Regions from separate parts of the Mus musculus genome. Here regions 1, 2, 3, 4, 5 and 7 are each linked to region 6. A link is a contact called in public HiChIP or PLAC-seq, Micro-C and promoter capture Hi-C data. All regions are on one chromosome and are shown on one strand. The core of a region is the stretch at or near the end of the contact, and the rest is flanking DNA. Distances in the headings are between cores, read along the strand shown. Region 1 holds the start of Stt3a (STT3, subunit of the oligosaccharyltransferase complex, homolog A (S. cerevisiae)). Region 2 holds the start of Ei24 (etoposide induced 2.4 mRNA). Region 3 holds the start of Tbrg1 (transforming growth factor beta regulated gene 1). Region 4 holds the start of Fez1 (fasciculation and elongation protein zeta 1 (zygin I)). Region 5 holds the start of Nrgn (neurogranin). Region 6 holds the start of Pknox2 (Pbx/knotted 1 homeobox 2). Region 7 holds the start of Esam (endothelial cell-specific adhesion molecule).

Region 1 (3,723 bases), core at 552-3,051, 380 kb after region 6:
TATATGTGTGTACACTGTAGCTGTCTTCAGACACTCCAGAAGAGGGCATCAGATTTTTGTTACAGATGGTTGTGAGCCACCATGTGGTTGCTGGGATCTGAACTCAGGACCTTTGGAAGAGCAGACGGTACTCTTAACTTCTGAGCCATCTCACCAGCCCCCTTAAAACTTTTATTATTACTGTGTGTATGTGTACAAGTGTGCACATACATGCCACAGTGGAGGTGTGGACAACTTTGTGGGGTCAGTTCTCTTCTACAACCTTTAGGTGGATCCTGGGTAATCAAATGCAAGATTGTAGATTGTAAGGGGGCAACTGTCTTTACCCACCAAGCCCTAGCATTGTCCCTAGTCCTGACCTTAGCATTTTTTTTTTTTTTTTTAAAATAAAACGTCTGAGGTGACCTCCCACCATATAATGCCGTGGTAAAAGTCTTCGTCAGTTTCGGGCACTGTAATCTTTTGTTTCCCAGACTCTAGAACTGTGAGAAATAATTTATCTATGTAAGAAATTAAGCTAGGTTTTGAAGCCACAGGAGTTTGAATGTATGTAAAGTCCTCATGCTTATCTCCTTCAGATTAAGATGCCTGGAATTAGCTCCTCCTGCCTCAGACTCTGGGAGCACTGGCATCACAAGTGTGTGCTTTGCCGTTATTCTTGCTAAAATAAAACTACATGGAACATTTACTATAAAAACAAAAGAGAAGAGGTATTGAGTTAGGTCCTGGTGTAAAAACTGGTCATGAGCATTTTGAGGAAATGCATTATTGTAATAAGTACTGATTTCAATAGTTGGTGCTTCCCTTCATGGGAGAGGAAAAGAGAAGCCAGCGTCACTGGCACCAAATATGAATGGTATCTGGATGGTCTAATCTTACCGTAGCCTTTGGTTTGAGGCTTGTAAGGCATGGAAGTGTTCGAATTAGTACATCTGTTTATATGTATATATCGGAAAAGACTGGAGTTTGGCAGCTGAAACCCCTTCCTGTGCCCGTTCTCAGTACCATCCTCGGAGGGCCCGGGAGGAAAGGTCACCCTCGCAGGGGCCCGGCGATGCTAAGCTGCTCCTGATTGCCCAGGGCTAGCCGCTCCGAGCCTTGAGATAATTTCTGCAGGCTATTGCCGGCTCAGCCCGACTCGGGCGGTGACACCCTAAAAAGGCCTCCCGGGCCCTTCCATAAAGTCAGACCTGAGTGAAACGTTTCGGTGAAATTTGTCAAAGGTCCCTTTATCGAGGTTACTGCAAACACAGAAACAATTCTTGGGCTTATTAGTTGACACATCTTACACAAGGTGGGTTCGTGTGAACCATGGAGGCTGAGAGTTTTCACAACATATCTTCTCTCCTTTAACCGTTTAATAGGTAACGGGCCATTTCTACCTTAAAAAACAAACGGATCTGCAGCCCAACTTTTCCGGACGTGGTACGACTGCCGCTTTCTTTACGTATTTCCGCTTCTGCTCATGTGACCAGGGTACAGCGTCCACTCCTTCCTATCGCCGCTCCTTCCTGGTCCGCAGACCGACACGTCACTGCTCGGCTCTCAACCAAACTGTTCAGAGCACGCTCTTTCCGCGCGTTTCGCTTTCCCGCGCCGGCCTATCACAGTTCGGTGGGACTTCATAGTCACGCCTCTCAACAGGGTGAATGACAGTCACATTGTCCATTCAAAAGGAGGAATCCAGACTCGATCCACGCCCTCGAAATGACAGACAGAACCGTTATCCTGTCGGTCCCCTGAAATATACATCGACGGAGGCTAGCCAATGCGGAGCGGGCAGGGAGGCGGGCCTTGGCTGCTGTCAGGGTTGAGTGCGCCGCTGAACGGATGGCAGGGGGAGCAGAGTGGGTTCCTGAGGAGCATCCGTGAGGTGAGAAACTCTGGGGTAGCGCTAGAGGATTAGCGGCAGGTGCCGCGCGGGCTGTTGGCCGGCCCGAACGAGGTGCTGGACACAAGCCTGTAGAGGTGGGGAGCAGAGCCTGCCTGCGGCCTGGGCGGAGGAGGGGGCGTGGAGTGTGAGATGGGGACGTCCAGGCATTGGGGCACCAGACGATCTGAGGAAGGGTCTTGGCAGAGCAATGCACTCTGGCCATGAGGGCGTGGGGCACAGGATCCTGGGACTAGCTTGGAAGGGCCACGCGGAGTGTGCTGAGATAGTGGGTTCGAAGTCAGTGAGGGTGCACAAGATGACGTGGAAACGTATGTGGGAAAACCACCGAGGCTGCAGCCCTAGAATTTAGAGCTCGGGTGGGTCAAGGCTTGCAGACACAGCTGAGAAGCAGAGAGATGATGAGCAGATAAGAAAAGCGTCCTTTCCCTTTCTGTACCCTATCGGTGTGTGGAGATTGCCAAGAACGGTATGAAAACTCGCAGTGTTTAGCTTTAAAGTCCAGGTTTTAGCACTCTCGCTGCCTTTGCTTACTCTTCAGGTGTGTGGATCATATTAGCTCAGTGGTGTTTAGTTTCCATGTCACTTATCTCCTGAGAACAACTACAAACCCAAGAGATGGGACTGAGTTGTTCACTTCCCAGAATTAGTGCGTGATAAGCCTTCCCTTTGGAATTATAATTAATCACACCAGCCCAAACTGCTCTTTTGGTATAGTTAATTAAAGGAAAGATGTTAGACTTCGCAGTGTGAGTCTTCGTGTTTTCCATTTTGTCCAGTGTTTTCCTTTTGCAACCCCCTGGTCCCTGGAAAGAAGGGAACAAGATAATGCAGTTTCCCCTTTCCCAGCATAGTTTTGAACAGTGCTACGTTTTCTCAGTTGCCACACTCTTTGTTTCTTAGTCCTTAACATACCAATTGTCTATAATTGATCACCATTCTGAACTGTCTGCAGATTGCTTCCCTTACCACCATTCCAAAATTTATTCTGGTCTAGAAGAAACAAAATTATTATTATTATTATTGTAATTTTGCTCTAGATTTTCATCTGGTGCTCCAAGTTCTCTCTGGGTCATGAAATGAGTTACAGGGAAATAGACCTGAGCAGTAGTTACAGTTTGAACTTTGAAAATGAATATGTAGTGGGTGGCCTGAGTATATTTCTCTCTTGAGTGCATGGATTGAACTTGCATTAGTGACCACCTGCTCTTTAGTTGGCCAGAGAGCATGCACACTGGGATTTGGAACAGAAAAAAGCTTGTAGCCAATCAATTGAGGCTTAGATTTATAGCTGGAAATTATGTCTAGTCAGTCATGATTTCTAGATTTCTCCTTTCACTTCAGTAAGTAATGTTCATTTCCACTTTCCCTCCCTTCCCACTTACCTTCCTGCCCAAATTACCTCCCCCTCTTTCCCCACCTTCAGCCCCACTTAACTTTCTCTGTGGCAGGGTCTCACATTAACCCAAACTGACTCAGAACTTAACTGGGTCCATGCTGAACTCAACAGTACAGTGATCCTCTTCCTCAGTATCACCAAGTGTTGGGAATCTAGACATGGGCTAGTGTACCTGGCTTGTACGCTCTCCTCTCATGCCCACTTATGTTTCCGTGATTATTTTCTTTTTCCCTTTTAACAAGTACCTTTGTTTGGTTTTCCCTCTTTCTATTTTCACGTCCTTTTCTACTTTCCTTTCTCCTCCACTTCTGTTTCTTTCTGATCCTTGTGTCTTACTTTTGCTAGTTGTACTTGGTTGCTGTGCAACTAGGAAACAGAATTGTGGGTGGAATATATATTTCTTTTTGTAGTACTGAAAGATGGAAACCAGGGC
Region 2 (3,902 bases), core at 593-3,092, 350 kb after region 6:
TGGGAACTGGTGGCACACTCTTTTAGTCCCAGCATCAGGAGGCAGAGGCAGGTGGACCTCTAAGTTCAAGGCCAGCCTGGTCCTCACAGCTAGTTCTATTTTCAAGACAGGGTGTTAGTCCTGGGTGTCCTCGAACTTAATTTTTTTTTTCCTTTTTGGTTTTTTGAGACAGGGTTTCTCTGTGTAGCCCTGGCTGTCCTGGAACTTACTCTGTAGACCAGGGTGGCCTCGAACTCAGAAATTTGCCTGCCTCTGCCTCCCAAGTGCTGGGATTAAAGGCGTGCGCCATGCCAGGTTTCGAATTTAATGTTAATCCTCAGCCTTCCCTGTACTGGAGCTAAAGGAGTGAGTACATCCCACCACACCCAGCCGCGAGGACTCCTAACCAAGATCTTTTGAGGTGGAAAGACTCTTTTTTAATATGAGCCACACCTCCTGTTGGCAGCCTATATAAAGAACATGGATGAAGGGAACTCACGCTTTCCTGCTTGCTCTTGCTCTCACTGGCAAGTCCATTCCTCCACTGGCAGTAGAGCCTACTACTTTGGGATTCCAGCGTGTACTGAAGACCAGCTTCGACACCCAGCCTTGTGAAGTGCACAACTGCTGAACTCTTGGACCTTCCATTCACAGGTAACCATTGTTGGTTTAGTTGGACCACAGCCTGTAAGTCATTCTAATAAACCCCATATATATTCATTAAGTTCTGTTCCTCTGGACTAAACTAACTGGGTGGTGGTGCATGCCTTTAATCCCAACACTTGGGAGGCAGAGGCAGAGGCAGGCCACCCTGATTTACAGAGTGAGTTCCAGGACAGCCGGAGCTATAGAGTGAAGCCCTGTCTCCAGCCTCCCTCCATCCCCCTCCAAAAAATAAAAGAAAACCCATCTCCAATCTTCTTCATTCCCTTCTCAGGGTTTATATGTCAGTCACTACTAACTCACTAGCTAACTTGTATGCTTTTCTTATACTTGACTCTTTCTGGGTTTTGTTTCTTAAATTCAAAGGAGAAACCTGAAAAGGGTAAAAGTGGCTTTTCCTACAGTTTCATGACAAGAAATTATGGAGCCAGGCTAGAAATGAGCCAGTTGAAAACAGCAATCTCTACTTGTTTTTTATCACAGCCATTCCATCATTACAATCCGCACTAAATGCTACCTAAGTGGTTGATGCCTTATATTCTGAATCACTCAAACTTCTGATCTCTTGCCTCCAAATTCCAAGTGCTGAGATTGTACTATCATGCCCTGTGTAATATAATTCTTGGACTTGAAGCCAGGGCTTTTTGCATGTGCATGATAACTGATTACTCTATTGAGTTTTTGTTTTTTGCTTTTGTTTTTTTCTGAATCAAGATGTTGTTACACAGCTCTGCCAAGGCTGGTACTTACTAGGTAGCCAAGGCTGGACTCGAATTTGGACCATTTCTTCTCTTCAGCTTTCCAAGGGCTGGGATTTCAGGTGTGCATCACCATACCTGGTTTATTAGTCTTTATAGAAAGCCTCCAAATTATCAAGGTGTCTCCTATTTTATTGTTTTCATCATTTGTTCTTAAAGGATATCAGAAAGACCAGCACTGATGTGTAGATAGATTAAGGAGGTTAACGATCGCTCAACAGTGAGAAGGGGTTTGACTAGGAGGCAACAAAGGTCTAGAATCCTGGACCTGGATACCCAGAATGAGTCTGGACTCTGAGGTCCAGCCAACTACAATTCCCAGGCTCCCAGACCACGCCCCCCGGTATGGCCCCGCCCTACCTCGCTAGCCCCGCCCCTGCCCAGCGACCGGCAGGCTGCCCGCCCGACTTCCCAGCTGCCCCGTGCGGCCCGGGCATGCCCAGTGTGGGCGCAGCCCCGGCTCTCCGAGCGCCCGGGCGGAGCGGGCAGCCGGGCGCGGAGCAGGCGAACCGAGCCTCGGTGGGCGAGCGCCCTGGCTGGAGCCGCGGCGGTAGGGTGGCGGGGTAGGTGCAGGCCGCGGCGGGCAGTGGGCTCGAGCCGCTTGCAAATCGCAGCCTGGGCGGCAGGGCCCATCGAGGGCTGGCAGGCCGGAGCTAGTTCCTAAGGTTCTGGAAGGGGCTGCGGCAAGGACCCCGGCCCCCGAAGGGCCCGGGACGCGAAAGGCGGCAGGGGCAGGCCTGGCGGCGGCGCGCGGGACTCAGGCTTTCCCCAGGTGCGGCGGGGCTATCTTTAGCTCCGGTGACCCTCAGTGAGCGAGGTCCGCACCTTGTGCGCGGCAGTGGCTGGGGAGGAAGACGGGTTCTCACCCCAATTGCCCCGACGCTGCGGGAGAGAAGGGGCCGAGTACCCCAGGTTGCCCAGGAGGCAGCCTGTGGCCGGGTGATGCGTGAGGGTGTTTACCTTTTCCCTACCTGGAGTGGGAAACACTGGCTTCCTCCCTTCCGGGACTTGAATCTGGTGGCTTCGGAATGAAAGTGCAGGAGTATGTCTCAGTAGGTGCTTAATCGGTTCTAAAGACTGTCAAATTTATTGGCCAGCAGTGTTTCAAGGTTTAAGGAAGGTGATGCTTGGGTTAAACAAAAATCCTCGTTGCAAAGCTTAAGCCAAAAAGTCCAGTCTCGGTTAGAACACTGAAGTTCCAAAGTTGGTTGTAATTAGCTTTCACTCACTGTTGACAAACCGTTTATATGTAAAATATTGTGAACCAGATGATGCATCTTGGTTTTCTCTGTTGTTAGAGCCCTTTGTGTCAGTCAGTGTGTGGTCTCAAATCGTGGAAGGTTATTTTTCTGCTTGTCTCAGCAATTTGTTAAACAGGGCAATTCATACCAAATGTTCTCTCCCATAGAAAAGTTGTTAGGCCCACGGTATAATAATGGCCTTTCCTTTAAAGGCTCTATTTGGTCACTGGTACTTTGTTAGTTGGTACATGAAGAAGCCGGGTATTAATCTGCCAAGGAGTCAAATAACACAGTGGTTCTGGGATATGACAGATTTTGAAGCTCCCTGTCTGGGCTCTTGGAGAAAACTAGAGTAATGGATTTTCTCACCTCAAGTCGGGTGTGTTCTTTAACAGGATTACATTTATCCAGAATTTTTTCAGCTTTGTTTATTCTGTCGTACTCTATCCCGTGAAGAATTTTAATATGCTACCCTTTATTTGTAGATGAGCAAGTTGTTGCTTAAGATGGTGGTACATTTGTGATATACCTTAGTGTCTTGGACATTTACTAGTTTCCTGGTCATGGACTGCTTTTTACCACAACTCCTAGAGCACTGGCTTTCTCTGTACACATGATTGAAGCTCTTGAGGTTTTCTTTTTCTGCTTTTTTAGGAGGGGGGAGTGGGAGTAGTAACAGATGTTTCCTAACCTTAGGAACTTCTCTAGGTGAGCACATTTGGGTAGGATTTGACGTAAGGAGCAGATGCAGGCAGCCTTCTGACTGTACTCCCTGTTTGTCCAGTTCTGAATGGCATCAGTCCAGTTGGGTCAGTGTGGTGCTGAAGTGGCCAGAGGTCAAGGAAAGTATCCTTTATGTTTTGAAGTTTGAGTTGTATACAAGCTGACTATTATATTTTATTATCTCTTAAATTGAAGATTCTAAGCTTGATTTGGTGGGGCATGATAACTTTGGAATCCTAAAATCTCATATTTTTGCAAGCAGACTTTCCATTCACCTGAGAGTTCACTTTAAAGAAATTAAATAATTGAGAGTCTTTGGGGGGGGGGCAGGGTTTCTCTGGCCCTGGCTGTCCTAGAACTCACTCTATAGACCAGGCTGGCCTTGAACTCAGAAATCCTCCTGCCTCTGCCTCCCAAGTGCTGGGATTAAAGGTGTGCGCCACCACTACCCAGCTGAGAGACTAGTATTTTAAGATTATTTATATATAGGGGCTGAAGAGATGGCTCAATGTTTAAGAGCACTAACTACTTTTCAGAG
Region 3 (4,326 bases), core at 1,556-4,055, 510 kb before region 6:
CTCTATCCCCAGTACCCTCGTGACTCTTAATAAATATTTTTAAACTGTATATTATGTATTTCTTGAGAGAATTTTTTTATACAAGTCATTTAGATCCCTCTTCATATAGGTAATAGAAAAGTCAGGTTGCTTCTGACAAATTCATGTCAATTGCCATAAAGCAAGCCAAGAGCTTATAGATGTTCACAGATGACATTAATAAAAGTTTCATGTCACTAATAAAAGTTCCATTGTTCAGTGAGTACAGAAGCGCTTTCATGATCTAGACACTACACAATACTTCAGTCTCTCCTCTTGTTTCCTCGTTACGTAAAAGATAGACGTGAGCAATCAAGTGAGGAGAAAGGAGTCCTAGAAGATACCCCAAGCCCTGTTCCTATTTGTACAACTTAACAAACTACTTTAAAGCTCTGTCCCCAGCTTTGGGTTTTAAAATCATTAGAATGGCTGGAAAAAAAAAAAAAACGAAGAAGAATGGCTGCACCACCGCTCTATCTTTGTAGCTGTACTTCCTGACTACCATAATGTGTCTTTGCAGTTAGAAGCTACAGATAAGTAGTTCCTGCTATTTCAAAAACAAAGACACCAGAGCACTTTGCCCCACATGTACACTAGCAAAGGATCGCTGTCATCAAAAGATCTGTTTTGTTATAATAACATTTACATTGTGGTTCTGATAACACACCACCTCTCCCATCACGTCCTTCTCCTTTCCGTCCTCCTTCACCTTCACTTCTGCCCAGCTCTCTAATCCAGACCTGTCATGGATCTTCCTAGAGGATCATGGGAAGAAATACCATGAAAAGGAAATCTGATCCACCATGATTTGGGAGAAAAAAGTAAAATAAAAATAATGCTTATGAAAAAGTCATAACTTTTAAAGATGATAGCAAAAAGAAACATTGTATTCAGTATTGTCTAACTTCTGTGAAAAATCAAAACATATACTAAAATATTAATAGTAGTTCATCCAAAGAGGCAGTATTATGGGTGTCTTGGTGGTTTGGGATAGGGGGAGTTATTATTGTGTTGTTGTTGTTGTTGTTGTTGTTATTTTTTTCAAACCTTTGTTATGTGTCTACATGGATGACAGGTGTGTACACATGTGAGTGCAAGTGCCCATGTCAGATCCCCTAAAGCTGGAATTACAAATAGCTGTGCGCTACAGGATGTGGTTTCTTGAAACTGAACTTGGGGCCTCTGTTACTCATTCATTCATTCATTCATCCATCCATCCATTCATCCACCACTCATTTTGGAATGCTAGAAATCAAACCCAGAGCTCTTCACCTATAATATAAGTGCTTTGCCACTGAGTTAGATCACAGCCCATGGATTTTAAAAAAAATTCCCCAAGCTGGACATGGTTGTCTATGGCTATAGTCCCAGAATTTGGGAGATAGAAACAGGAGGGTCAGGAGTTCAGGGTCATCTTTCCCTACACAGAGAGTTTGGCACTGTTAAGAACCCAGTCTATCAAAGCCAACAAATAAACAATACCTTCTTTTTTGTCAAATTTGCAAGAAAATTGCCTTAATTGTAAAAGAAAAAGTCTCAAGTGAAAAAAAAAAATAATAATAAACATGTTTGGGACTATTCCACTGAAGTCTACTGGCCAAAAGAGCTTTCAACTAAAGCAGAGGCTGGGACTTTCCTCCTCATAGACACAACACACGAAGAAGATGAATAATACAAAAAGTCAGATAGATGTCAAAGTCTATGAGAACAAAATGCAGCTAAACAGCAAATCAGGCAGTTAAAACTAACGCTTTATTAAGAATAAAGTCAATTTCGATTACTATGAGTGCTTTCAGATTCCAAGCTAGAATTCCAGTATATATTTTCAAAGCAGTGTATTTTATAAGTTGTCACAATTCTGATGGCTTTTAAAACCAACTAAATCCACAGGAGCACCTTAGGTATTTGTGAAGGCAAATGGTACCCTGGAGTTGCATTATTAAGACCCAACCAAGTTCAAAAAAAGCAGCTTGTTACATGGGCAGTCATAGAAGAGTATCTACACGCTTTTTCTCTTGGGTTGCAGTTTGTCAAAACTGCAATGGTTTTTACAGTTTTCAGAGATTAAATACTTGGATCACTTACTGAATTCTAAGTTGTCTTTATCAGTATTAGGTTTTTCTCTAGTAATTCAGTGAGCGCGTTAATTATGTAACATACTTCTTGGCTTCCATGTACAACCGTAAACGTCTAGATTTGGAGAATTTAACAATAATTATCTTTTATATGAGTACACTAGTTTGGAAATCCACCCCATCTCATTTCTTACTTTGAGAGGGAGAAAACAAACAACAAAAACAAAATGTGAAAAAGAGGCTCAGTCAATTGGTTTGACACTACTGAAAGAAAAAAACGATAGGAAGTATGTGTACTTGAAACGCTCCTGGTTTCATTTTAAAACCACTGAAAGCCGACCTTGTGCTACTTAACATTTTATTAAAACAGTTTGCTAACTAGATACCAAGCTTTGGGGCAATCAAGGTCTTGTTTTACTATCCCCGAAGTTCACAGCCTAAGAAACACTTGTGCGATCAGCACATATGGGAAACTGAGTTCCCCGCATTAGTATTTAAGTCTGCTAAAACCCCAGGAAGGCCTGCTGCTCAGAGCAACCTGGGAAAGCAGATGTGGACGTGCATTCCCTGAGGGCACCTGCCTGAGCGTCTGCATCAGGACTTTAAACTCTTCCCTACTTCGCTGGCTATCAGCCGGGTAGGACCGGTTCTTTCCAGCTCCAGCTCCTTGCAACCCTGAGCCACACCCGTCCTCCCAGCCCACCGCTAGGTCCGAACCACCGCAACTTCCAAACCCGGAAGTTACACGTGGCGGTGCTTTTGCGCAACTTCCGGCGGGTCTTCCTTGGGAAATCGACTGGGAAGTGCCGAGGATCGCCATCTGTTTCTGCCTGCGCTCCATCCCCTCCGCGCCCCGGAGCTCCAGAACCCGGTCTGATCATGAGCGTGTTGAGCGGCCTGGCCTCCGAGCCGCGCACCCCGCTGTCCAGCAAGGCCAGGATGAAAAGGCTCCCGAGGAAGAGCCAGAACGAGAAGTACCGGCTGAAGTACCTGCGGCTGCGCAGAGCAGCTAAGGCCACGGTGTTTGTGAGTCTGGGTTTGGGTGGGGACTGTCTTCCCCACCTCAACTCTCTCAGAGAAAGAATATCCGTCCAGTGTTAGTTGCCTCGCTTGGGAATATTAGTTCCATATCCTTGCATAAGTTATTCCTCTAGTCCTGTCAACTCCTCTATAAATGAGGACTGAAGAGTGCTCCGCCAGCAAACTTTAGTCATTACCTTCTTGCTACTTTTCGTTTCGAGCCTAAGGAGTGTCTTTTAAGGCGAGCACACTGAAATGAAGCCCAGAGGGATGACGTGCCCTAACTCCAACTTGGATACCCTGATTCCAGTTTATTATTTACTCTACACAGCCTGTTTCCTAAGTACACCCAACCCTAACGCCATGGCTGCCGCTTTCGTAAACAGGCACCTAAATCTTTCAAAATTGTCCTGGTTGTAGCTCCCTTTGACGAGGCTTCTAGGTGTTTCTGCCTTCCCTCCATCCGAAACTGAAAGTGGAACTCAACATCAGGAAACAGGCTACCTCCTCCTGCTGAGGTGTATAGACACTTCCTGCTTTAATTGTAGGGATTTAGGATTTGATGAGTAAACTTCTTTACCAGCCAAGAAGTATTAGGGTCTAATAAATCTGATAACAGTCTAATAAATAGACTATTCTAGCTTAGCCAGTCACCTCAGTGCTTGCTTGGTAATAGGTATACGGTCCATATACCCTCACATCTGAACCTGCAGTTTAACACTTCTTTCTACAAGGTCTTTGTAGACGTATCGGGAAAAGTTTTGACTTTCAATTTGTTGTTGCTAAAACATTTAACGCTTGTATATGTGTCGAGGGAAATATGAGTAAATCAGGAAGTCAACACCTTATACTCACTGTTCTCTCTTGTCACATGATGTCAGAGCCTGCCTAATGCTTACAAGTCGACATTTAAAGATAGTGTTGGTTTCGTTAAGTATACAAAGATCTTATGAAACCAAAGGGTCTCCGTGTACTTAAACCAACTGATGCCTTGAACACCAATTTGAGGCTCCACCTGTGAAACACCCAAATAGGCATTTCCTTCAAAACTGGTTTCAAGACAGACTGAGCCATCAGTAAAGAATGATGGTACTTGGGTATATGCAAATAGATGATTAATTAAGAATTTTACATGCAAAACTTTTCATCCTTTTCTCTTCTCTCCCCTCCCCTCCTCCCCTCCCCTCCCCTCCCCCTCCCTCCCTCCCTCCCT
Region 4 (4,131 bases), core at 393-2,892, 310 kb after region 6:
GTCTTTTTATTATTGAACACAATCCAGGACTATAGTGTAAGTGTTCCATACAATCTATTCCACTTATTAGGACTCCAAATATGTGGTGTAATTTAGAAGAGGAACGCACAGTCCTCAACAGACACTCGGAAGGAAACATGGGAAAAAGCCTCTCCCTGCAGCCTAACAGTACAGAAGCTGCAGCTTGGGTCTGCAGTACAAGTCCCCAGTCTGCTTCACTGAGCTGAATGCATGGTGGATGAGAGGGAGATTTCATCGTGCCTCCCCTGCTGGGCCTCTTTGCACCTCCACACATGCCATCCCATCTCCCTGGTCTTTCCATCACTTGTTCTGTAGACCAGTTGACTCTGTGCTTCCCCTCCCATTCCCATATAGATCCTTAAAATGCCCTCTGTTATCCACTTCCAGACTCCCACTGCTCTTCTGCAAAACCTGGCTAGTATAAGCTGTCCATTTTGCCAGAAAGAATAAATACTCATTTGCACATGGCTCAGCAACCCCTTCACCGGACTCGGTACCCTCCCCCCCCCTTCTGTTCCATTCACCTCCATTTCAGACCTCCTCTCCCTCTTCTGTCGGAGTAAAGAAAGGCTCTTCTAGGCAGCACAATGGCTGGCACTCTGAGGATGCACGGCTCATCCCACGCAGCCCCTGCTCATACTCCACTGTCTTCCCTTTGCCAAATAAGACCTGGTCACCGGGATGGGTGAGTCGTACTTGGAGACAAGATGCAAAGGGAAAGACAAGAGGGCAAGAAGAACGGATTGTATAACACCCCTTCAGCTGAACCTCCGCTCTGCAGCACCCTGGGCCCCAAGGATGAGGGCGGGCTCTGCACACTCCTTTTCGTCACACTCGTCCTTTCTCCAACCTGCTCTGTGTAGTAAAACAATCGCTCCCAGAGGACTGCAGCCAGAGGGTCTGACACTGCGAGAATGCCCCGTCTGAGGAAGGCTCCACACGCCGCGGAGGGGCACAAGTAGATTGCAGGATCAGATTCGTAGGGACAAAGATGATTTTGAGACGCCTAAGATAAGCGGAACACATAACGGTCCTGGAATGACATATGGAGTCCACATTGCTCCAGCACCATCAGATAGGGTTTCCCGGCACTGTGTTGCACATGAACACACACACACACACACACACACACACACACACACACACACACACACACACACGATGCTCTGAGATGATGCTACCAGTACCCACTCCGGGGCCCTTGAGCTTGAGCTCCCGCAAGACTGGGAAAGACCAGGACGACGGCCCACGAACCCTTCTTTTTACTTCTGAGGAAAAGACCCAGAGGAGATGAGAGTAGCGCATACCCGAGGAATCCTATGAGAGAATCTCCAATCCTCTGGTCTTCTTCACCACCCGAATTCGACCCCCCCCCCCCCCACACACACACACACCCGCCCCCAGGACTGGGGCTAGTCCAGACTAAGATCGCCTTTCCCACCACCGCACCTGAGCGGGTCCTGGAGGAAGGAATCGGATCCCAGGGCTCAGCCAGACATCCCCAACCACCGACTAGAGGTGGCCCGGTGCAGCACAACGTCAGCGGGCAAGCCAGCCAGCGAGCGCTCCCCCGCTGCTCCGGCTGCGCCTGGTCCCCGCGCTCGTGCCCGGGCTCCCGGAGGCGCGCCCGCACTCGGGAACCCGCCTAACGGGCGCGCCCAGGGCCTGAACGTCATCCTGTCGTGAACACTCATAGCTTCCTTAGAGCACGTGGACCTACCTTTATTAATATTTATGAATTGCCGTTCCTCCCTTCTTTGATACTGGCCCTTCTGCTTCCCACATGAATATTCAGAAGCTCCGAGATGGGGGCGTGCAATCGCTACCAATATGGATTCTTCAGATGGCCCAACACTAGGTTTTGTATAAAAATGCAGGCAAATGGAGTAGATGGGCAGGCAGATACTGACAGACACACTCAAAGAGCCTCTGGCACTTTTTGGACTGCCCTTCCTATTCTATTAGGGGTTGTAGTGGACAAGCCAAGAGGTGCGCCTTACTCCAAAGTCGTTCATAGCTCCAAGGTGAGGGGGCTGGATGGTGGGAATAATTTTGTCATCCAAAACTGTGGAATGCAAGTGAGAAATTTGAGTGAGGGGGATCCAGGAATAGAAAGACTTCAGACTTTACACCTCACACGTTGATGTGCTGTATGTAAATCTGTGCTTAGAGATGCTATTCATATAAAATCTAATAATGTAGTTTTAAAAAAAAGAAAAGAAAAAGAAAGAAAAGAGAAAAGACAGCACAAGAGAGGCATGTCTGCCTGGTGACACCTCCTAATTTTGTCTGATTTTAGGCCAAACCAAGAATGACAGCCGGGAGGTGAAGGGGGTCTTCCCTATGTTGATTTATGCACTCTTATCACAACAGTTCAATCATGAGGGGCAGGGAAGGCAGGGGGACATCATCTCTGATGAAATTAGAAAAAGTATTAGCCATTCTGCCCTCCTGGTAATTAGAAACATGAGGGTGTTTTTCTTGTTAGAAAAAAAAGTGGTCATGAGAGCTCAGCAGGTGAAAGGTGCTCATTGTCTAAACCTGAACCCGACTCTGGGGACTCCCATGAATGTGCTAGAAGAGAACTGAGTCCACAACATTGTCCTGCAACCTCCACAAGAGCACTATGGCAACTGCACCTATATACACACACACGCAAAACAAGAAATAGATGCTAAACCCTATTTTTCTGGCGTCATGTGGTTTTGTGACCTTGGGAAAGTTATCCTTGCTGCGGCTCACGTTTTCATCAACATAATGAGGGTTATACCTCCCACTTCCGAGGCCTGTTGTTAGATTAAGGGAGTGAACTCATGCAATGCACTTCTAGGAAGGAGAGGAGGAGCTATGACCCTTGGCTACTTCCTTAGCAGAAGCTTTAATGCACTTTTCTATGCTGGTTTTGATTGGTGATGGTGGTACGAGGTGTAGTGGAGGTTGGGGTGGGGGCTCAAACCATGTAGTCAAGGGTTGATCTTGAACGTCTGATATTTCCACCTTCACCTCCCGAGTGCTGAGACTACAGATGTGTACTTTCATACCCACGGCTTGTTTTTTGTTTTTTGTTTTTGTTTTGTTTTGTTTTTATGTGCTGCTGGGAATTATTGTGCATGCTTCTCAACTCCTAGAAATTATTTCTTAGATCTAGAAAGATGGTTCAGCAATGAAGAGCACTAACTGCTGAGAAGCCAAAATTCCATTCCAGGAGATTCAACACCTGCTTCTAGCTTCCAAGTGTCCCTGCAACTCAAGTGGTATATATATATATACTCAGACATCAACACATAGTTATTACAAAAATAAATAATACATCTTTTTAAAAAAGACTCCATGTGCAATATTCAGAGTATGAGAGAGGCTTGTGAGGAAAGTACTGGAACTGAGAAAGAGTTTGGTCTTTGGGAAAGAGTTTGGTCTTTGCAAACCCCAGTGTTCCAGCTGAGCATGGTGGCAAAAGTGTGCACACCCGGCACTCAGGATGCTAAAGCAGGAGTAAACACTTACTCTTTTAACTTTAGGGCTAGTCTGGGCTACATGGAAATTAAATTATGCAAAATGATGTAAAACACCTGGAATTTGATATTCAGTGTTAATTATTTTGTTACTGGTTTTGTGAGGATTTGAAAGCACTTCCTGAGGACTGGTGGTCTAGATGCCAGCACACACACAGACCAGCTGAAATAGTGACATGTGCCAAGGAAGGAAAACTCAGTACAGATTTGGTAATGATATTTTTTTTCTTTTTGGTTTTAGGTGCTTTGTTGTTGTTGTTGTTGTTGTTGTTTGTTTGAGATGGAGTCTTGCTGTTGGTATGGTGTATCTCTAGTTGGACTCAGTATATAAACCAGGCTGTCCTTGAACTCAGAGATTGTTTTGTCTTTGCCTCCTGAGGATTAAAGGTGTATGACACCTTTATGACTGACCATCTCTATCTTTAATCTCTTTCTCCCTCTCTCCCTCCCTCTCTTTCTCCTTCCCTCTTTCCTCTCTCCCTTCCTTCTTCCCTAAGAGTCAGGATCTCAGACTATAGTCTATTCTGGCCTTGAAAGCACTATACAATATGCCTTAAACCCACAGTAATCCTCTTGTCTCAGCCTCCCAAGACTGAGA
Region 5 (4,253 bases), core at 1,699-4,198, 410 kb before region 6:
GCGTCTGTGTGTGTGTGTTTCACTTACTTCTGTGTATTTGAGTTGTGAGTGTGTCTGTCTTCTCAATCTGGGCTCTGCCTTCCTCTCTGTCTGTTTTTTCCTCACCTTGAAGCCTGCCCATCCCCCAGGCCAAGCACTGAGGCCAGTTCTGTGTGGGCACTTCAAGTGGGCTGTTGCTGAAATGGTTGTTTTGTGGTTGGAACTGACAGTTGCCGTATCTGGTATCCCATGGGTCTGCCAGTGTTCAGACACCCTCACCCCACACAAAGGTGTCTTACAGGAGGGAGGGAGGGAGGTGCTGTGTGGGAGTTGGAAGAGGGGGGTAAAGATACCCCTCCTTTTAGTTCTGACCAGCAGGAAGAAGGGCCCAGAGGCAGCAGAGCCTGCAGAGCAATGTTGCCTAGCAACTCGAAGACTTTACCGCAGACTCACCAAATCCCGAATTCCTCAGCTCTAATTTGGGAAAGGCAGAGTCCAGATCTGATATCCTCTCTGCCCCTCTGTTTCCCCCTTCCGTCTCCCCTCTGGGTCCTGGAGTAAAAGCACAGGGGAAGTTGGCACAGGCAGAGGCTACAGATGTGTTTGTCATTTAGGCAAGGACCTTAGTTCCTAGGACATCCTGCCATTTGGTGGAGGGGGGGGGGGACTAAAGATGTGCCAGAGACAGATTGGGGAACAGATTTGCTGTTACAGGGGTGGGTGGGTCCCAAACATGCTGGGAGAGACACCCCTACACCCCAACCCTGGAATCCCAGCCAGCCTTCAGCTCAGCTCGGAGCCCCAAGCTGGCTAATCATGTTCCCAACCTGAGTGGACACTGGTATATCCCTCCCACTCATTCTCCCTTTAACAAGGAAAGCCATGACCTAGACACTCAGTGGAATAGAAGCATTCAACAGTCCTAGTGTGGCTGGCCTGTGACAGTGGGATCCATTGCAGCTTGGCTGTTTGAGGTCCCTTGTCCTGTTCAGAGACACCAGGCATTTCTTCCTCTCTACTCTAAGCAGTAATTTTTTTCCCTGTCCCTCCTTGGAGAACTTAGCTGAGGAGGACTTGAGTTTTCTCAAAGGGATCCCAACCACCTGGGTATCATGTGATACAGTCAGCTATACTACCCTGACAGGCTAGGAGGTATCATGTGATACAGTCAGCTATACTACCCTGACAGGCTAGGAGGTATCATGTGACACAGTCAGCTATACTACCCTGACAGGCTAGGAGGTTTAGAGACCACAAAAAGGTCAAGCTACATACCCCAGATGTTCCTTTCCATATCTCTGCTTTCCAGCCTCTCTCTAAACCACATCCTGCCCCAGCATGGGCCCAAAGGGCCAAAACCAGTGATAACCGCAACACTGCTTGGTTTGACAGCATCCTTTTTCTTCCAAAGAGCAAGTGTGAGGGTGGCTAACTTTTGTCTTATTTTGAAGCGGTGAATCAAAAGGTTAGGAAGTCTAGTGTGAGGAGTGGGATGGGTGGGTGTGCTAAGTCTGTACCAGGATATAAATACATTCAAAGTGGGTGCTGGGTGTACGTGATTTTATTTGGTGCAGATGGATGGAAGGATAGATAGATGGATAAGTAGACAGATAGATCACAGGTCATGGAGAGATACAAAATAGATACTTGGTCGGTGATGATGGAAGACACTTAGAACTAGTCAAAATACTGAGAATTAGAGGCTATTGGATGCCAAGTCATAGAGAGGACACATATATACCAATACTTCCAAGGCTCAGGAAACATCATGGAAGAAGGGGTAGGAAGAATTTAAGAACCAGAAGAAGGGGGGTGAGGTATGGAATGATGATTTCCAGTCATGACTTGGCTATTGAGTTAACAACAGCTGGATCACCTGCACAAGATCTCCACAAGAGTGGGCCCATTAACACTCTATCATGGAAAGAGGAGGGGCTTATGAGGTACCACCCCACCCTGAAGATTTATACACAATTAATAGTTGGTGAGGTAGGGAGAGACATTTACTTTAGGGGTGCAGTCACTAGTACAGTGCCTACAATGCTGTAAAGAAGCCCTTGCCCGTGCTCCTATAAACAACACTAACAAAATTCAATGGGTTCCTTCTCGACACCCCCCCATTCCAAAAAAAAAGACATGGCAATAAAAGGGATACTTGTGGAAAGAGTAGGGGTTATCAGGAGTGGGAAGGGGCAAAAGAGGGTAACCAGGTGAACATGGTTTAAAGGGCACAAGTAGGTCACAATGGAATCAATTAATACGTAGAATCAACGTGTGACAATACAGTGTTCTTGCTAAAAATTTTAAAAAGAAAACACTTAGTGCAGACATTGCCAGCAGTGAGAATGCAGGTATTTTTGTCTATGTGCTAACTAACAGGAGGTCTACCGTTTACCTGTGCTTCACAGGGTGTGTGGACACGGCCCTGTGGAGTTGTTTTTGCCTATTGTGTCTGCAGTGTCTGTATGTGGGAAGATACACCACACCACCCCGCCTGGGAGTATGTATGGATGCATGAGGCTTGGAGCGTCTATGTCACTATGTGCCCATCATGTAGGCTGTCTACCATCAGGTTTCTCTGTAACTAGAGTGAGGAGGGCATCTCTGCAGAGAGGGGAAATAGAGGGAGTAATGTTTGGGACTCTAGAACAGGGAGGTGGGTGAGGTTCGTGGTTTTCTATCTATGGGCGGTAGGGCGTGCTGCACCCAGATGTGTATTTGTGCCCTGGATGTTGGAGGCCTTGTGCTTACTCCGACGTACATCTGCCTGGCAGTCTGCGACTTAGAAAGCGGGGGGGGGGGTGAATTTGGGAGATGGGGTGTGTAGGAGGAATGGATGGAAGTGTGTAGGTGGAGAGGTTGGAGCACCAAAGCGAGCGAGGCGGAGAGAGTCGAGAGAAGGAGTGGTCCTCGCTCCAGTTCTCCCCGCCCACCCTGCAGAAAGTGTCTTCTGATTGGCTTCGAGGCCGCAGGGCTCAGGTTACATTCGCAAGAGTTGCGGAGCGCGGGAGACCGGACCCAAGAGGAGAGAGGCTGGTTCTGCAAGGATTCTGCGCTGGTCGGGGAGTGCCCGACAGCCCCTGAGCTGCCACCCAGCATCGTACAAACCCACCCCCGCTCTGCGCCAGGCTCCACCCCAGCCAAGGACCCTCAACACCGGCAATGGACTGCTGCACGGTAAGTCCATACTTGAACTCAGCGTGTTCTGGGGCAAGGGGCACACGAGAACCCCTGGGGGGTGAGTGAGGGATGGAAGTGGGTGCGGAAGACCTAGGAACAATGTGGGAAAGAATGGTGCTGAAATATTGTATTGGATGATGGAAGGCGCCTGCCTGATCTGAGCCAAGCCCTGGGGAAAATGCTCCCCAGCTCGCGGGGGCGTCTGAGCGCCCATGGGCCAGACAATCTAGGTTGTATCTGGATCTGAGCAGAGCTTTCATGCAGGAAAGCTGCTGCTTAGACGAGAGGTGGAACTTCCCCCACGGAGACACAGGAAAGTTGCTGGTGTGCTAGTCCTTTCCCTTGGTATTTTTTGGCCCCCAAACGATTTCCTATCCCACTGCTGCTGTCGCGGACTGTGGCAAGATCTTCACGACCCTCAGATGATCGTCTAAGCCCTTATGTGGCGAAGTCGGGGAGAATCCACCCTGGTCTTGGTGGTGATGGGCAGGAAAGAACCTAGTCAGTGTGGTTCTGGGGTGGAGCTGGTTCAGCCCCCAAAACCTTCTCCTTTGGAAGGTGCTGGGTGAGTGACCGTGAGAGGGCCCTGTGGGCAAGGGGAGGAAGTGTCTATCAGCGCCTACACGGAAACTGGATGCTGCAAGTGCCTAACGCCAAAGCAGATCTTGTTAAGGGCTCTTGTATGAAGGCATCCAGCACTGGTCCTGGCTCCTAGCTGGCTAAAGGAGTTGAGTGACCCATACCTATATAAAACGTGTTTGCTTATTCTTAGCCTCCGATCTAAGGAAAGAGACGACTCCAAATTCCTAGTGTTTTCTTTCTGTCACTCTGGCTAAAGACTCCAGAGGTTACTTAACGACAGCAGGAACCCCACCTTTCTCCCACAATGTGCAAAATAAATAAGTTTGGAAGGGAGGAATAGCCCATATCTTTGAGAGGTGACACTTCCCAATGCCCAGTGTCCAAGACGCAGTGAGAACTTAGGGGCAAGCCATTGCTGACATTTTAACTCTTGTTAAATAAATAACAGCTGCCAGAGTGCCTGATCACCCCAGGTAGGTAGGTCTTTTACAGTTGTACAAATGGGGCTTAGA
Region 6 (3,744 bases), core at 1,007-3,506:
AATTATTCACTAGCTGGGTCATCAGCTGGGGTCCTGGATGGCTTTTTTTTTAACTGCTTTACAAATTAAGTTTGTCTCCCTTTACACGAATTAAGGAGGGAATTGAAGAGGGAGCGGTAATGTGGGTCTCTGACTCCCTGTTTATTCTCACCACTACTTTCTAGTGGTAGACATAAGCCAAATATTCCTTTCCAACCATTATTTAAAAAAAGGATGGTTACATGTTAGATCATCTCTTCTTTTTAAAGCCTTTGCAAGCTACAAAGCAAGCTGTAGTGACTAAAAGTTAGTGTGCATTTTAAAGTTAGTAAAGGATATTACTGGCTAATGTGCTATTTGAAAAGACTCCACAAGTCAATCGTTGATGTCCATGGGTCTGATGTCTTAAAGAACAAGTTGACATCGGAATTGTACTTTAGAAAATGAGGACTGTGGTAAGTATGAGTGGGTAGTATATGGCTTTTGTCTGTATGCTCACTGGCACTTCTCTGATGAACTAAGTATTTACTATCAGCCCATTCTCCATCTGAATCTACTGGCCAGCAACCTCCAAAGGAGAGCAACCCCTTCTCCAGAGGTCCCTGGCAGAGTCAAAGGGATCGCTCCTCTCCCAGTCTATGCAATGCATTTCCCTCTGCGACTTTATGGCAGGCTGACCTCCAGCCTCTGGGTCAGTGAGTCTGGTGTTTCTGTACTACATAAAAAGGGCAAGTGGATTCATTATTATTATATTATTATACAATGTGAAATATATACTAGCAATTATGCTGTCAGGAGCCACAGTCTTTGACCACAGATCAGAGGTTGGGGTGACATAACTCTACCTAGTGAAAGTCTTTAGGGAGTCCATGGGAAGATGTTTCAACCCCATCTGTAGCAGTGGATCTATAGGTGAAAGCCCCCTCCCCGTCCCACAGGAACATTGCAGGTGAATGTGGAGTTGCTGGCAGGACCTGGATAAAGAGCACATCTGGAATGTGATGCAGACGTCTCTGAGCCTTTGGATCTAATGATACTTCTCATTTTTGCCGGAATCCGAGGCAGGGGAGGAATGACCCAGAGGCTTGGAATGGAGCAAAGGGTAACCTCCCTCTGCTGGGGTTAGATCCTTTTCTGGGAACCTGACTGTCTGGATTCCCTCTTAGCTTTTCCTTAACTTTCAGTGACTTTGTTTAGGCTTCAGCCAGGCTCCTTTCCTGGTGTGAGAGTCACAGGATTCATTGTCACCTGCCTGTGGCCTGAAACCGCTTCTCAAGGGGGGCAGAAGGGATTCTCTGGTCCTCTGTGTAGGAGCTGAGCCAGTCTGCATCCTGAGTGGCTGAGCCTATACTTGGCACTCAGTAGGAAAGTCATCTTTGTTGACTAAATGGAGACATGCATGGTTGCACTGGCTTGATTTGGCTTTTCATTGTAGAAGTGACTTGGGTGAGGAGCCTGTTTGGTGTATGGAACAGATTGGACCACCCCAGCAAGCCCAAGCTGAAACAGTACTCCCCTCACCTTACGGTGCCCAGCCTCCGGGACACACTGGCTGGCTAAGCAGTTTTAAGAATGAAACAGCAGTGGCTTCCAAGCACTTGCCTGACATTTGCCAAGGGATAGCTTCTGATAAGGCTCTTTCCCTTGTTATCTTGCCCCTGAACCACCCCATCAACCCTCGGATGAACCAAGCGTCAGAGGAAGCCTACAGCAGGGGGAAAAAAAAAAGCTCTTGAGACCAGGGATAACTAACCACCTGAGCACCTTTGCTGGGGCCAAGGTAATGAGAATTATTCAAATGCAATCATAAAAATGAGGCCAGCCGGGCAGGAATGGGGTGGGGGTGTGATGGAGAGAACGTTTCTTGCCAGTTTGAAGATTCCTATTTTCTTGGGGTTCTCTTGAGGTACACAGAAAATTTCACCTCCTCTCAATCTCTTCAGCACCTGGTGTCTTGGAACTCGTCACCAGTTGATCGCTAAGGAGGACACCGGGTAGGGGTGCGCCTGCATTTCTGGGGTTCACTGCATCACCTCTGTCAGGCAACCCCCAGGTCTGGGCGCCTGCTGCCTCTCTCCAGCAGCAAGCAGGCCAGAGCCTGATGTCTGAGCCGAGCCTCCAGTAGAGGGAGACACTCTAGCAGCTCCTCGCCTGGGAAGCGGCCGGGTCCAGGAGTGGGTGGGGGCTATGGGGGGGGGGGAGAAAGGGGGAGTGGGGAGAGGGGAGGTGTGCGCGCGCGGGGAGGGGGGGGGAGGGAGTCCGGGGGGCGGGTCCCTGTGCCGCTGACGTCCCGAGCAGTGCTGGGAAGTATAGGCTGTGTTGTCACGCCGGTGTCAGTCTGATGAAGATTGGCATCAGGTAAGCTGTCATTCATTTCCATGTCAGAGACGCTTTTGCAGGCGGCGGCGGCGGCGGCGGCTGCTGCTGCGGGCGGCTGCCTCAGAGCGCGTGTGTTTTATTCCAGTCCCCAAGCCAGAGTATTATTCATTGCGACAGGGCAAGGAGGAGAGAGGGAGAGAGGGAGGCAGCAGGGAGGAGAGAGAGGGAGGCAGCAGGGAGGAGGGAGGCAGGGAGCAGAGAGGGACGGCGGGAGCGTGCAGAGAGAAGCTGGGGAAGCGCCGGGAGAGCGCGGAGCGAAGCCGCGCGAGGGGAGGCGAGGCTGGGCGAGGAGGCGGCGAGAAGCGCGCGGCCCACCCGCTCCCGGACCCGGCCGGTGCGCAGCTCCGTGCCCGCCTCGCTGCCGCCGCCTCGCCCCGCTCCCCTCTGGCCCAGGGCCGGGCGTGCATTGTTTGCGGTCGCAAGCAGCTGGGCAGCGGACTCAGAGCGCAGCGGCCCTAGAGCCTGTAGCGGGCGGGCTGGAAGCCGTGCACCCGGAGCTTCCCGGGACTCGAGCCCAGGGACGAGCGCGTCGGCCGGAGTCCCTGCGCAGGCGGCTCCTGGCTAGGCGCTCGGTGGGGGCGAGGCTGGGAACTGCGGGCGGGCTTCGGTTCTCCTTTCCCGGGCTCCAGGAGCCCTGTGGCTGGAGCTTCCTAGGTGTCACCAGCCCCGAGCTGCCTTCGAGTGGTTGGAAGCGGGAGCAGCCCTAGCCTGCGGCCGGGTGGCTGGAGTCAAGCAGTGGCGGCCGCGTCCTGCCCGGCCCGGGGAGGCAGGGAGAGTAGAGGTTTACCGGAGGATCAGTGGGGACAGGGGAACATGTGTGTGTGTGTGTGTATGTATGTGTGTGTGTATGGGGGGGGGGGAGGTGTTAGTCAGAGAAACCAGAACCCGAGGGGCGACGCTCAGGGACTCTAACTAGGAGTAGGAGGAGAATTTGTAGGGTCACTGGCTCTCTACGTATTGTTGGGTCTTTTGGGCGGGGAGGGGAGGATTAGGGGTCCTTGGCGAAGAGCTAGAAGATAAATTCGTAAAAGGGGGGGAGGTGGGCACGGAAAGCGTCCCGAGAAGAAAGCCGATGGGGATGGGGCAGGGTCCTGAATGTGCCGCGCGAAGTTTCTGTTTCTTTCGGGTTAGGCTGGCTTCCAAAGCCAAGGAAGAAACGAGCGCAGTGGGCCGCGCTGTCTGGAGAGTCCTTCACAGGGCAGCCAGGGTTCCCGCGCGGTCGGAAGACGCGGGTTGGGAGTGGGAGGGGGATGCGGATCAGCCCCTTAAAGGAGGGCTGGGTTTTGGAGCAGGCTAGAGTTTGGGTTGCAGGAATCAAGCTGTTTTCAGAATAGGGACAGATGGGCCGCTGTGTAGTTTACATGCCGGCAAAGACAGAGGGCTGGA
Region 7 (4,189 bases), core at 1,303-3,802, 380 kb before region 6:
GATCATAGCACTCTGCACGCAGGACAAGCTGCCACCTTGGAGAAGGTGAGCGGGCAGCCGAGGCTCGGAGGCCCCAGACCATCTGCGCCAGCAAAGCCAATCGGAAGGCTGGGGAGACTTAGAACCCTACCGAGCCAGGATGCGCGCCTCCCCCATCGCTTCCCGGCCGCGTCTTAACCAAGGCTCCCACCCCTACTCCTTGTCCTTCGTGGCACCCCCCACCCCTGACATTTCCTGGCGGATCCCTGCAGTCGGAGCAGGAAACTTGCGCCCGCCGATAAGGCAGAAGACAATGAAGCCCGGCCCGTTAGACCGGAGGCTCTGCAGGCAAAAACAACCCGGCCTTGAGAAGGTCCACTTCCCTCCAGGGACTCTGCCTGCAGGTTGTTCCGCTACCGCCAGGCGCACCTTCCTAGCCTTCTTGGGGTAAGGCCAGTAAGGAGGGAAACATGTCTTTATCAGATAGACTTCAGCTTCCCTCCCCAAGAGTGTTCTAGCTGCCTCTTCCAGGTTTTGCACTTGCAGTTTGCAAAGCGAGGGGCAGGGGCTGGGAGTGGGAGGTGAGTTGCAGCATGTACACCCTTGCTTCGAGGTGAGCAAGGGACTCCTGGGATTTCCCAGCTCTCTGCTCTAGAGTCACTTGAAACGGAAGAATCCCCTAACTGATCAAATCTTTTTGTGACTGGGTGCCGCAAGGAGAAAAATGGGGAGTCCCTGGGTTCCAGTGAAGGACTCCGGAGCTGCTCAAGAATAGCATCGTTCAGCCCAATCTAAGACCAGAAGGAGAGAGCCAAGGGCCTAAGCAGAGCGAATGGGCCCTTCTCCCCAGGGCTACTATTTTTAGTTTCCCTATTTCTCTGAGAAACTCCCTTTGTGGGCTTCTCACGCTCCAGGGACAGTTCTGAGCCACGAAAGAGCACATGGGGGGGGGGGAGGGTTGCCTTGTGCCTTCCCCAGGAGCAGCGAGTGCATTTAACCCTCCAGAGGCCAAGAAGGGCAACCTTCGTGGCATTATTAGTAGCATTTTAGGCTCTGGATCTTTGATATGACAAAATCAAACTCAAAAGCTGAAAGAGAAAAAGGAGGGGCCACGGGTGACCTACAGAGGATGCCTGTGATGTTCAGGCAGCCAATATAGGTTTTTCCTCCCTTGCTTGGAGGCTGACATTGCCCTCTCCAACACAGTAAGGGCCAAGCTGAGGAAGAATGCAGAAAAGAAACAGAAGCTGAGGTTGAAGGTGCAAAAGCAGAGCTGAGAAGCTGAAGGCACAGGAAACACTCCAAGCTTTGGAGGGAAGGGCACAGAAGCTCTGAGACTCATATTTGGGAACCTAAGATCTCATGCCCTCAACACCACTAGGACACAGACCAGGCCGAAAGAAACCATGGGTGGGAGCAGGGAGATCCCCATCAATGTCACTGAATCTACTCTACATTCTTCCAGGTCTTACTTGCTCTGACATCCTCTAGCCCAAGGAAGAAGTTAAAGCGAGGATTCTAAACCCAGAGAGCAAAACAGCCTGGGGAATAGCTTATAAGGGACTTAGTTCCTACTGAGTCATTTCTCTCCAGATATAGTACTGGGTGGGCCACCTCCAGCTCCTGCTTAAGATAGTTGTCCTGGAGAGCTCACCCAAACACTTGTTTCAGGAGGTCCCCTTCCTCTTGGACCCTTTGGCACCCTCTCCCTATTTTCCTTGTTCCTTTGGATCTGAGAAAAGATAAGGACGATGGTAGACCTGATGGTAGGCTGTGTGCTGGAGTCTGAGCAACTGACCTCTTCCCGAATTTCCTGTGTCCAAATGACCTCATGGTCAGGCTTTGGGGGCATCTCCTTTGATTTCCAGGGCAGGAAGCAGGAAGGAAAGAAAAGAGCTTGGTGGGGAAATGCTGGGACGTGAAGTACTGCTTGAAGTACTTGCGTCAAGACTGAGGACCAGGCATTCCCTCAGGGATCTTTCACATCAGCTTGAATGAGGGGTGCGGGGAGGGGGGACTGGAACTAAGTCCTTAAGCCTTTAGTCACTGTCTCATCCAGTGCCTCAGCTTATCCAGCTGTGATGAGTGGGGGTAGAGAGTAGACAGGAATAACTGCCTTAACTCATCCCAGAGGTCTTGGCTGGAGATGCCTTTATCCCCCTCCCCAACACCACACACCACACCAAAGCTGGAAGCCGTTCTAGCCATAGAAGGCAGAAAGTGTAGCACCAACCAGTGATGTCCAGAAGTGGAGAGTAATGAGGAAAGACAAGAATGTCAAACAAAAATCCCTTCAAACCCACTCTCTAAAGTCCTCCCCTAGGATCAGATTTACCTGATCAAAGCCCTCCAGACCCGGTGTTTGACTCACCAAGGGTACTCAGTCCCAGGAACAAAACCCGCAGCAAGCTGGTCTCGGGGGTTCCAGCCTGAAGAATCATGGCCCTCCTTGGCCCGGAGTACTCAGGGAGAGTTGGACACACGGTGTCTACAGGTGTTGTGGGTGAGCGGCGGCAACCCGAATGTGCACAGGAACCAGGCTACTGACCAGGGTGGCTCCAACCCAAGTCAGCGGGTGTGCGGATGGGGAGGTGGGGTGGAGACCGACTGGACAGTGGGCGGGGCATTCAAAGGGGTGGAGAGGTCACCGTCCTGCCGGGCGCGGCGCGCTAGTGACTCGCAGCGGGGGAAGAGAGCTCTCCCCAGGCTCAAACAGCCGGATCCGCCGGCCTCTACCTCATACCTCCAGGGCAGGTGTCAGGAATAGAGGGTGAAAAAGGAGGAATGGGGGCGGGGGGACTAACCTAAATTTAAGAAGTGACCCCGACCCGACAATAAAAGCCCTGTATCTGGGGTCAGAACGGCCGCTCCAAGCCTGGCGTGCGGCATCCCGAATCAAAGCAGAGCAGCCTTCTCGGAGGAAGAGGGGAGCCCCCACGTTGTGTAGTGTGGGTTCAGCTGGGTTAGGAGCAGCCGCTGAAATGGGGATTCGAACTTTATTAGCCCACACCTCTCTCCGCCCGGTTCAGGCCCGAGGCTTCTGGGGAAGACATCCAACATAGCCCTGACGCCACAGGCCTTCCTGCTCCTAAGGCTAGAGAGGGGCTGGTTCTCCAGAGTTCCAGAAACCGAGGCCCGAGGCGGAGTGTATGGGGGTCTGGGGGGAGTCTCGGACCTTTGCCTCATGAAAACACGGAAGACCTGGTACAAGGGAGGTGAGCAGGAAACTGAGGCAACAGTCACAGGCTTAATGCTGACCAGGGAGGAGGGAGCAGCTGCAGGAGGACGGGATATAAATAATGTCTTTCCCTTCTGTACAGCCGCTGGTGTCTTCGCAACCGCCCATCCTTGTAGTGAACGGCTTAGGCCAGTTCTGATCCTTTAATTCCCAGGACTAGATCTTTCCGCTGTGAATTTAATTTCAACCCCACACCCCACCCATGTCATTGGGGGCGGGGATGGGGGTGGCGGCACCTCTGCGCCCCCTGATGGCCCGGGCTGCTTCAGCAGGGGGAACGCACCGGTTCCAGCCTAACAGCCAATAAATAAAAATATGCTTCAAGTATTTGGGCAGGGCTTTGCTGCGCAGGACAGAAGGCATAGCCACGAATGTCTGACGTGGCCTGTTCCGAGGGAGCAGAACTGTCAGGCAGTAGAGGCAGCCTGGCCTCCTCATCTCTACACACCCCATCAGCTCCAGTGTTGTGCAATGGCTTTTCCTACCTAAAGAGCCCCAGCCTGGCTCCTCTTCAAATACCAGTCATGCAGTGGCTCTACGAAATGCCTATACAAACACTAGACTGCCCCTGACATCTATGGAATCTACCTCTTTGGCAGCTCAGCTTTCAAACTTTGTACTGTCAAAAGGTGATGTTAGGGATGGGCTGTCTTGGTTTTCCTTGCCTATCAGATTTTTCTAGATTTGAGAATACTAAAAACATTTTTTAAAAAGTGTGTATGGGCCTGCATGTGTCTGCACCACGTGTGCAGTGCCTGTAGAGGCCAGAAGAGGGTGTCGGATCCCCTGGATTCTGAGCTGCCCTATGAGAAGATGCAATCAAGCCCCAATGCTGCGGAAGATCCTTACCCTTAACCCCAAAGCCATGTCTCCAGTCCCATAAGTACCTCTTTCAAACACCCTTCATCTGTTGCCTGGACCACGTTGTCACTCCAAATGAATAACTCCTCCCAGGAAAAGGAAGTACAAAGC

What was found. Promoter capture Hi-C pulls out the DNA fragments that hold promoters and counts their contacts. A called contact is a pair of places that touch in the nucleus more often than the background predicts. HiChIP or PLAC-seq counts read pairs in DNA pulled down with a chosen protein or histone mark.
Region 1: a contact with region 6 is called in a Micro-C map of embryonic stem cells, with 4 times the contacts expected there. The contact joins the promoter of Stt3a here to the promoter of Pknox2 in region 6. A contact is called at or near these places in 2 of 39 promoter capture datasets (the 3T3-L1 cell line and hippocampal neurons) and 1 of 484 Hi-C or Micro-C datasets (embryonic stem cells).
Region 2: a promoter capture Hi-C map of liver shows a contact between it and region 6, with 2.3 times the contacts expected there. The contact joins the promoter of Ei24 here to the promoter of Pknox2 in region 6. A contact is called at or near these places in 8 of 39 promoter capture datasets (the 3T3-L1 cell line, 3T3-L1-derived adipocytes, cranial neural crest and 4 more).
Region 3: a contact with region 6 is called in a promoter capture Hi-C map of embryonic stem cells, with 5 read pairs. The contact joins the promoter of Tbrg1 here to the promoter of Pknox2 in region 6. A contact is called at or near these places in 5 of 39 promoter capture datasets (cranial neural crest, embryonic stem cells, hippocampal neurons and 1 more), 3 of 115 datasets of contacts at active chromatin or transcription factors (cardiomyocytes, embryonic stem cells and memory CD8 T cells) and 1 of 9 other capture datasets (adipose tissue).
Region 4: a contact with region 6 is called in an H3K4me3 HiChIP or PLAC-seq map of neural tube, with 2.0 times the contacts expected there. The contact joins the promoter of Fez1 here to the promoter of Pknox2 in region 6. A contact is called at or near these places in 8 of 39 promoter capture datasets (the 3T3-L1 cell line, embryonic stem cells, frontonasal cranial neural crest and 4 more), 1 of 484 Hi-C or Micro-C datasets (embryonic stem cells), 2 of 115 datasets of contacts at active chromatin or transcription factors (SST interneurons and neural tube) and 1 of 9 other capture datasets (pancreatic islet).
Region 5: a contact with region 6 is called in a promoter capture Hi-C map of embryonic stem cells, with 9 read pairs. The contact joins the promoter of Nrgn here to the promoter of Pknox2 in region 6. A contact is called at or near these places in 7 of 39 promoter capture datasets (embryonic stem cells, hippocampal neurons, liver and 1 more), 3 of 484 Hi-C or Micro-C datasets (all in embryonic stem cells), 1 of 115 datasets of contacts at active chromatin or transcription factors (bone marrow-derived macrophages) and 1 of 9 other capture datasets (liver).
Region 7: a contact with region 6 is called in an H3K4me3 HiChIP or PLAC-seq map of embryonic stem cells, with 13 read pairs. The contact joins the promoter of Esam here to the promoter of Pknox2 in region 6. A contact is called at or near these places in 4 of 39 promoter capture datasets (embryonic stem cells and liver), 1 of 484 Hi-C or Micro-C datasets (embryonic stem cells) and 1 of 115 datasets of contacts at active chromatin or transcription factors (embryonic stem cells).

The regions. Positions count from the first base shown.
Region 1 is chr9:36,765,700-36,769,422 of GRCm38.p6, reverse strand. Stt3a (STT3, subunit of the oligosaccharyltransferase complex, homolog A (S. cerevisiae)) reads left to right here and starts at 1,801. Exons shown (of 18, transcript NM_008408.5): 1 at 1,801-1,873. Gm26787 (predicted gene, 26787) reads right to left here and starts at 1,536. Exons shown (of 4, transcript NR_166654.1): 1 at 1,383-1,536.
Region 2 is chr9:36,795,274-36,799,175 of GRCm38.p6, reverse strand. It overlaps Ei24 (etoposide induced 2.4 mRNA), which reads left to right and starts at 1,842. Exons shown (of 11, transcript NM_001199494.2): 1 at 1,842-1,963.
Region 3 is chr9:37,655,791-37,660,116 of GRCm38.p6, reverse strand. Tbrg1 (transforming growth factor beta regulated gene 1) reads left to right here and starts at 2,805. Exons shown (of 9, transcript NM_025289.3): 1 at 2,805-3,119. The coding sequence starts at 2,973. Panx3 (pannexin 3) reads left to right here. Exons shown (of 4, transcript NM_172454.2): 4 at 1-215.
Region 4 is chr9:36,830,251-36,834,381 of GRCm38.p6, reverse strand. Fez1 (fasciculation and elongation protein zeta 1 (zygin I)) reads right to left here and starts at 1,642. Exons shown (of 10, transcript NM_183171.5): 1 at 1,471-1,642. It also overlaps the pseudogene Gm27219.
Region 5 is chr9:37,551,440-37,555,692 of GRCm38.p6, reverse strand. It overlaps Nrgn (neurogranin), which reads left to right and starts at 2,948. Exons shown (of 4, transcript NM_022029.2): 1 at 2,948-3,156. The coding sequence starts at 3,142. It overlaps Gm46107 (a long non-coding RNA gene), which reads right to left and starts at 249. Exons shown (of 2, transcript XR_001779124.2): 1 at 1-249.
Region 6 is chr9:37,145,834-37,149,577 of GRCm38.p6, reverse strand. Pknox2 (Pbx/knotted 1 homeobox 2) reads left to right here and starts at 2,256. Exons shown (of 13, transcript NM_001029838.2): 1 at 2,256-2,337.
Region 7 is chr9:37,526,452-37,530,640 of GRCm38.p6, reverse strand. Esam (endothelial cell-specific adhesion molecule) reads right to left here and starts at 2,552. Exons shown (of 7, transcript NM_027102.3): 1 at 2,351-2,552. The coding sequence starts at 2,420.